Regions from separate parts of the Columba livia genome. Here region 1 is linked to region 2. The links are chromatin contacts, called in public Hi-C maps. All regions are on one chromosome and are shown on one strand. The core of a region is the stretch at or near the end of the contact, and the rest is flanking DNA. Distances in the headings are between cores, read along the strand shown.

The links. A called contact is a pair of places that touch in the nucleus more often than the background predicts.
Region 1: a contact with region 2 is called in a Hi-C map of crop, with 2.6 times the contacts expected there. The contact joins the promoter of KIRREL3 here to the promoter of DIXDC1 in region 2. A contact is called at or near these places in 2 of 2 Hi-C or Micro-C datasets (crop and liver).

What each region holds. Positions count from the first base shown.
Region 1 is chr24:2,542,878-2,545,930 of bColLiv1.pat.W.v2, forward strand. KIRREL3 (kirre like nephrin family adhesion molecule 3) reads right to left here and starts at 1,702. Exons shown (of 18, transcript XM_021295955.2): 1 at 1,460-1,702. The coding sequence starts at 1,520.
Region 2 is chr24:2,252,481-2,255,694 of bColLiv1.pat.W.v2, forward strand. DIXDC1 (DIX domain containing 1) reads left to right here and starts at 1,554. Exons shown (of 21, transcript XM_065040307.1): 1 at 1,554-1,609; 2 at 2,769-2,889. The coding sequence starts at 2,833. It overlaps C24H11orf52 (chromosome 24 C11orf52 homolog), which reads left to right. Exons shown (of 4, transcript XM_005500746.3): 4 at 1-1,299.

The DNA of each region.
Region 1 (3,053 bases), core at 452-2,951, 290 kb after region 2:
AAATAATGGCTGCAAAAGGGAGGAGGGGGGAAAAAAAGGAATCAATTCCCCGTTGGATCTCAGACACAAACTTACTCATCTTGGTTACAAACTGCCACTTGACCTGCAGGAAGTCAAGAGGTTCGTGGGAGCAGGGAGAGATGCAGAAGGACAGGATCAGCTTCCAAATTTTGCTGATATATCCCCGGACTCGCTGCCGCACCAGCAAGAGTTTGAATTTGTTCAGCCAGAAACCTACACGGAAGGCACAGTGGGTTTCTTTTGTGCAGGAGCAAAGGCAAATGCAAACACAGCTTTCTCCCTGAAGGAACATTAGTACAAGCAGAGAGAGGGGAAAGAGGAAAAAGAGGGGAAGGGAGGGCAGCGTGGGAGCCCAGTATCGCATCCGAGCCCAGGAAAAGCAGAGCTGAGGACAAGCAGAAGCACAGCTGCCTCTCAATGCAACGTCCCTGCTCGGGGAATAGGGGGAAACGCAGCGTATGGTGGGGGATGCTCAGCAATAATGTCTGGCTGCGCAAAAAAGCAGCTGCCCATTGAGAAGTACCACTCTCTCCAAAAGTTTTATCCTTCATTTAATCAACAGATGGACTAGCTGCGTGGGTTCAGGAGCAGGTTTTTTTTCGCCTTTTTTTTTGGTTTTTGTTTTAAAGCAAGCCCAAGCCCTACCCTCACAAAAGCCAGCTTCAGGACCAGGGCGGCATGACACAGATGGTCTTTGACACCGGCGTCGCGAGGGGACGGGCAGCAGATCCACAAAGCTTGGGTCTGGTTGTAGCTCAGCGTCCTCCACAGGTGACACATAGTCCATGGACCAGGCATACAGCAGCATGACAAACACAGCTTCCCAAAATGCACCCCCCACCCCCAATCTTTTTGGGTTTTATTTTCATTTGTGGGGGGCACACAAGCAAGTAGCAAAGTTACAAGGCTGATTCCCATGCTCCTGCCCCAGCTCCCACGCTGGCGGGGAGGTGGGATCTGGCTGTGACACCCCCAAAAAAGCCACCACAGGAGTTCCCTGTGCTGGCTGCACTCAAAGCAACTCTTCCACCCTCCTCTCATCCCTCCCTCCCGGAGCAAATCGCTCCCCACCCCGGCTTTACAACCGCAGGCTCCTGGGTGCAGCCAGCGGGTTCTCCCACCAGCCAAAGAGGCTTCATGCTCCCAAGAACCGAAATTCATCCTCCATCGGTACCGGCTGGGAGGGGTAGGTGCTGTTGCTGAGCAAACCCGTGTTTACACACAAACACGATCTAATTAACGGAGCTGGAGCAGAAAGAACTCATTTGCATGCTAAAGATTTTTCTCAAAAAAAAAAAAAAAAAAAGGAGAAAGCTAGCTGCCTCGGCAGAGATGCATTAAAAAAACCCTCTGCAATCCTCCCTTTTTCTTCCCCCCCACCTTCCCCAAAGAGCAAAAATCACACACAACACCCCCCAACTAAGTGCCGGGTCCCTACCGTGGCTGAGGAGGAAGGCGCCGAGGAGGAGGAGGAGCAGGTCTGCCTGGAAAGCGCTCATTCCTCAGGGTGGGCTCCGGGCGCCGGGGGGTCTGGGGGCTCCGTTACCGGGGATGCCGGAGGTGGGGGGGGTTCAAGCGGCCGCCGCCCGCCGGCTCCGCTCGCCCGGCTCCATCGCCGCCCCCCCAGCTCCTCCCCCGGCAGCGCTGCCTTGACTGGCGGAGCGAAGCTCGGCGGCGCTGCCTGGCTTTTTGAGGAGGGGGGGAGAGAGAGAGAAAGGAAAAAAGGGGAGGGAAGAAGAAAAGTGATGGTTACAGGGGGAGTAACTTGCGCGCAGCCGGGGATGGCTCAGCCCCGCAAGACGGGATGGGATGCACGGTGGGGGCGGGGGGGGCGGTTTTTGCAAGGTGGGGGAGACACCCGGTTTCTGCAAGGTGGGGGTGTTTGTGCCCCCCCCCCCCCCCTTTTGGCAAGGTCGGAGGAATTTGTGCACCCCCATCGTTTTTTGCAAGGTCGGAGGAATTTGTGCACACTTCCCCCCTTTTTGCAAGGTGGGGAGCATTTGCGCACACCCCCCCACCCCCCCCCCCCGCCAAGAGCTCGCTTGGCCACACGACGTGGAGCGCAAGTTAAAGGGGGGTGGGCTCCGCTGCTTCTTCATCGCTTCTTTAATGCACACCCCCCTTACAATTTACACCACCCTCCAGTGCTGCTCCCTGCCCCAACAGGGTAATTAAAGCAATGAATCAAGCAGTTATGTGGCTTCTCCCCCCCATATATATGGCTAAATTTGGAGGGGGGTTGCTGCCCGCCCCCCAGCACCGTCCTCACCTACTTGTGCGATTTTTGGGCGGGATGAAGCAGCCAAAGAATCACCCCGAGGTCCAGCCAAGGGGGCCCAAAAACTAACTCACCCCCTCCCAGGGCTAAGTTATGTCTTTACAAGCAGCGCTTTGCACAGGTCATGAGAGAGAAGGTCCGTCCAGCACCCCCCATAGCAGCCTCACCCCCAAGGGAGCAGCAGCTCCTCCCCTCACCCCCACCCCCCCCCCCCAAAAAAAAAACCAAACAACGGAGCTGGGAAGGGGAAAATCCACCAAAAAAAACCCAAAATAAAGTTTCTTGGGGGGGCAGATTTTGCAAAAGCTGCTACAACCCCCACTCAACAAAAAGGCAGAAAAAGGCCTTTTCCTTTCCCTACCCATCATTTCTGAGAGTTTTAGGCCTGTTTTTATTTTTCTTAACAAACAAATATTCATTTAATTTTTTTTTTTTTTCACCCAGCAAAATGTTTGGGACAAAACAGAGGGGCTCAAAATACACAAATATATAAAAACAACTCTTACCGTCACACTTTGCGCAGCCACTGAGGCCACAGACTCCCTCACCTCCATCTCTCGAGTCCAAAAGGGGCAGTGGAGGGCCGCTGAGCGCAATTATAAACCCGAGCATTAGAAAGTAATTACAGCTGTGGACTCTAATTACTTACCGCTGTGCTGAAAGGTGAACTTCAAAGGGGGCTGCCACAGCTCTTTGAGCCGTGCTGGGAGCTTCTGCGAGTGCTTGCTTGCCTTGATGGAGCTTGGCTTTGTGG
Region 2 (3,214 bases), core at 304-2,803:
CCTTTTTGCCTGTGCTATCCAGTAGACCTCAGCACAGCTATTGTGAGGCCAGAGTAACATTCACAGAAGAAGGCCATTTTTTTAAATAATGGATACAGTATATTTTCCAACCTGAAAAGGGTTTTTTTGCCCATGCCATCCAGCTGCCCTCAGTGGGGTTATTGTGAGGTCTGCAGTAGAAGGCCCTTCATTTGTAGTGGGTGTAACATTATGTTATCTGAAGGGCTGGACCTTCTGAGTGCCAAGGATTCCTCTTTCCGCTCCTCCAAGTTCCTTTCTGTACTCCATGCCCAGCATGAAAACCTGTCCTTGGGACTGAGGGGGATTGAATGGGCAGAGGATTTATTGACCGGAGTGAGTCAGGGAGGCATGGGAGACTCCAGCACTCAGTCCTGCTGTCAGAGGGGCAGCCGGAGACATGGTTCATGCTGGAGAGCAGTTATGTCCCTCCTTGCACTGAATCACCGGTACAAGAACTAGAAAGGGACACTTCAGTTCTGGTCAAGCCCTCCGTGTTACAGGAAGACACTGGATCTTTTAGAAACATTATTAAATATGGATGATAGTTCAGGAGGTTTTCTAGAAGGAGTGCAGACTCCAACAGGTCATTTTTAAAAACAGTTTAAGTGGAAAAGCCTGTTATTGCAGAGGCATGCACAGTGCTACTGAAGTTTTTCCTCGGAAGTTTATCCATCAGGAGAGCTGGGGCCATGGACAGAAAGCTGCACAAACACGAGGGTCAAGCTCCTGGGCCCAGAGCTGTGTAAATTTGCACATCCATCGAGTTAAACCAGTTTTGCTGTGGACATAAGTAGAACTGTGTTCAGCTCAGAGGAACTTGCTTTCACGTGGTCACATCACTTGGTTCTGTTCATCTGTGGATGAGCCCTTTTGTATTCTGAAAGCATGGGAGCTACAACAGAAAACATCTCCTAATGAGTGTCTCGGAGTGGTAGTTTATCTCCTATTCCCTCAGGAGCTCCAGCTTCCATACTTGGTACTTGGTGTTGTTTCTGGAAGTACAGTGTATCTTAGAGATAATCAAATATTCTGCATAGCAACAGGAATAAAACAGTAATTTTGCCTGTTCACCAGGCCTTTAATACATAAAATGTGAAAGCCACATGTTCTGCAACAGGATTTTTCTGAAGAACTTGGTTTTGCACTGAATATTAAAAGCTTCTAACCGCGTATCTCGTGTGTTTCCCGAGGTTGTTACGTTTAGGTGTCAAATGAGTGTTAATGTATCAAATGTTTCTTGAACATTAAAGATGTAATTTTTTAGGTTTAATTAACAAATTCGCACTTTTTGGGACGGCCGTTGCCTGTTCGCTGCACAGGGGCTCTGGGGGAGCGCAGGACACCCCCCGGCGGGCGGGTTCCCGTGCCGCTGCTGCACATAAACGCGCTGGCGCTCAGCGCGGGTGCGGACCCCTAGCTGCGGACCCCCGGGTGCGGACCCCCGGGTGCGGACCCCCAGCGCCCCCCGCCCGCTCCCGGGCTCCGAACCCCCGATACGCTCCAGCTGGGCGGGGCCTGAGCGGGGCCGCCCCGCCTCTGTCTCCATGGCGACCGGCGACGCGCCGCGGCGGGGCCGGGCCGGGCTCAGGTAGGGCCGGAGGGCGCGGGAACCTTGGCGGGGCGGGCTCGGCACCTCACCCCACGGGTACCCTGGTTTTCCCTGTGCCACCCCCTCCGCAGGGGCTCCGCAGCCCCCGGGACCGGCCCGCGATCCCCCGCCCTGCTCCTGGGGACCGCGGAGCTCTGCTGGTACCCCAGTCCCACACCCCGGGGCTACGGTTCCCCAAACCCTGGTCTCCCCGAGCCCAGCCCTGCTCCTGGGGAGCCCCATACTCTAATCCCCCTCCGACCAACCACGCTTCCAGAGACACCACACAGCCCCTCCGAGGCCCCGGATCCTTCCCCACACCTCGTGGCCTCCCTGCTCACTCGCTCTCAGCCTTGTTTTGCAGAATGGGTCCCCAAATACCTCCACCCTGTGCAGATTCAGCAACTTGCCTTGGCTCTGCCTCTGTTACTCTGTTACTCTCACTCTGTTACTCTGTTACTCTGTGTTATCCTGAACTTTAGACCCTAGCGATGCACCAGGATGACACAACCAACAGCGACCATCTGCCTAAAGGTTACGCTCCTGCCACCTTTAAATGGTTCCTAGTGACTCAGTCTTTCCCAAGGAATCGTACCATTATCTTCTCTGTTAACTCTTCCAAACTCCCCTTCCCCCTTTCAGACTTCTAAAGGAAGACTAGGCAAATAAAATATAGATTACCAGAAAATTCCTAAATATAAATGTCAGCACGTGGAATTGTTTCCTAAAATTATTAATGAATCTTTGCTGTCTGAGCTAAATGCACTGAATCAAGTAATACCCTGAATATTTGGCACTGGTGATCAGTACAGCTTTGGCTGGCATATATGACTCCTATTGAATTTGTATTCCCCCTCCACAAATGGGAAGAGATAATTTGATCCTATGTGCAGCGTAAACCAAGGTCATGAGGAACCTTTTCTAGAAATGTTTCAGAGGAATTCTGCCCATGGTACACACTTCACATGTGGAAGAAAATACAAAAATGTGTACATTTCCCTGAGACTGTAGCACTTAAATATATTTTCTGCAGGCAATTGTAGAAGGTGGCAACTTTCCTCCTTTATTTTGGTTATATTCAGACATGCCATTGATAAGTCTGTTCTGCCTCTAAGAAAACTCTTTCCTTTCTATTTAGTGCATTTGCTTCTCCTCTCAGGCTTCGAGGGGGAAGGAGTGCTGGTACATTCCCCTTGGCACCGAGCTGAGCTGTGGCATCCAGCATGGGAAGTGTGGCAGACATGGTGCCCCAACACACACCACAGCCTGCTACGTCCTCCGTGAGTTTCCAGGAGACCTTTGTGTGTCTGACCTCTGTTTTGGATGCGTGACGGGGAGGTTGGGAGGGGACGCTCAGTGACACAACGGCATTGGTTGCGTTAGGCAGCTCTTTCTGCTGTTACTGCAGTCGTGGCATCACAAGCCTCACAACCTTTGTTTCTGAATCAGCCTTGCTTTTATTTCTTCAACCAAAATCTGTTAGCGAGAGCTGAGCTGTGGCCCTTGATCTTTATCTCTTTCTAAAGAGCTGATATGAGAAACAACCAGAGAATATTGATAAAGTGCCTTAAAATCCTGGGATGGAAGTCTTGAAGGAAGGCTTAC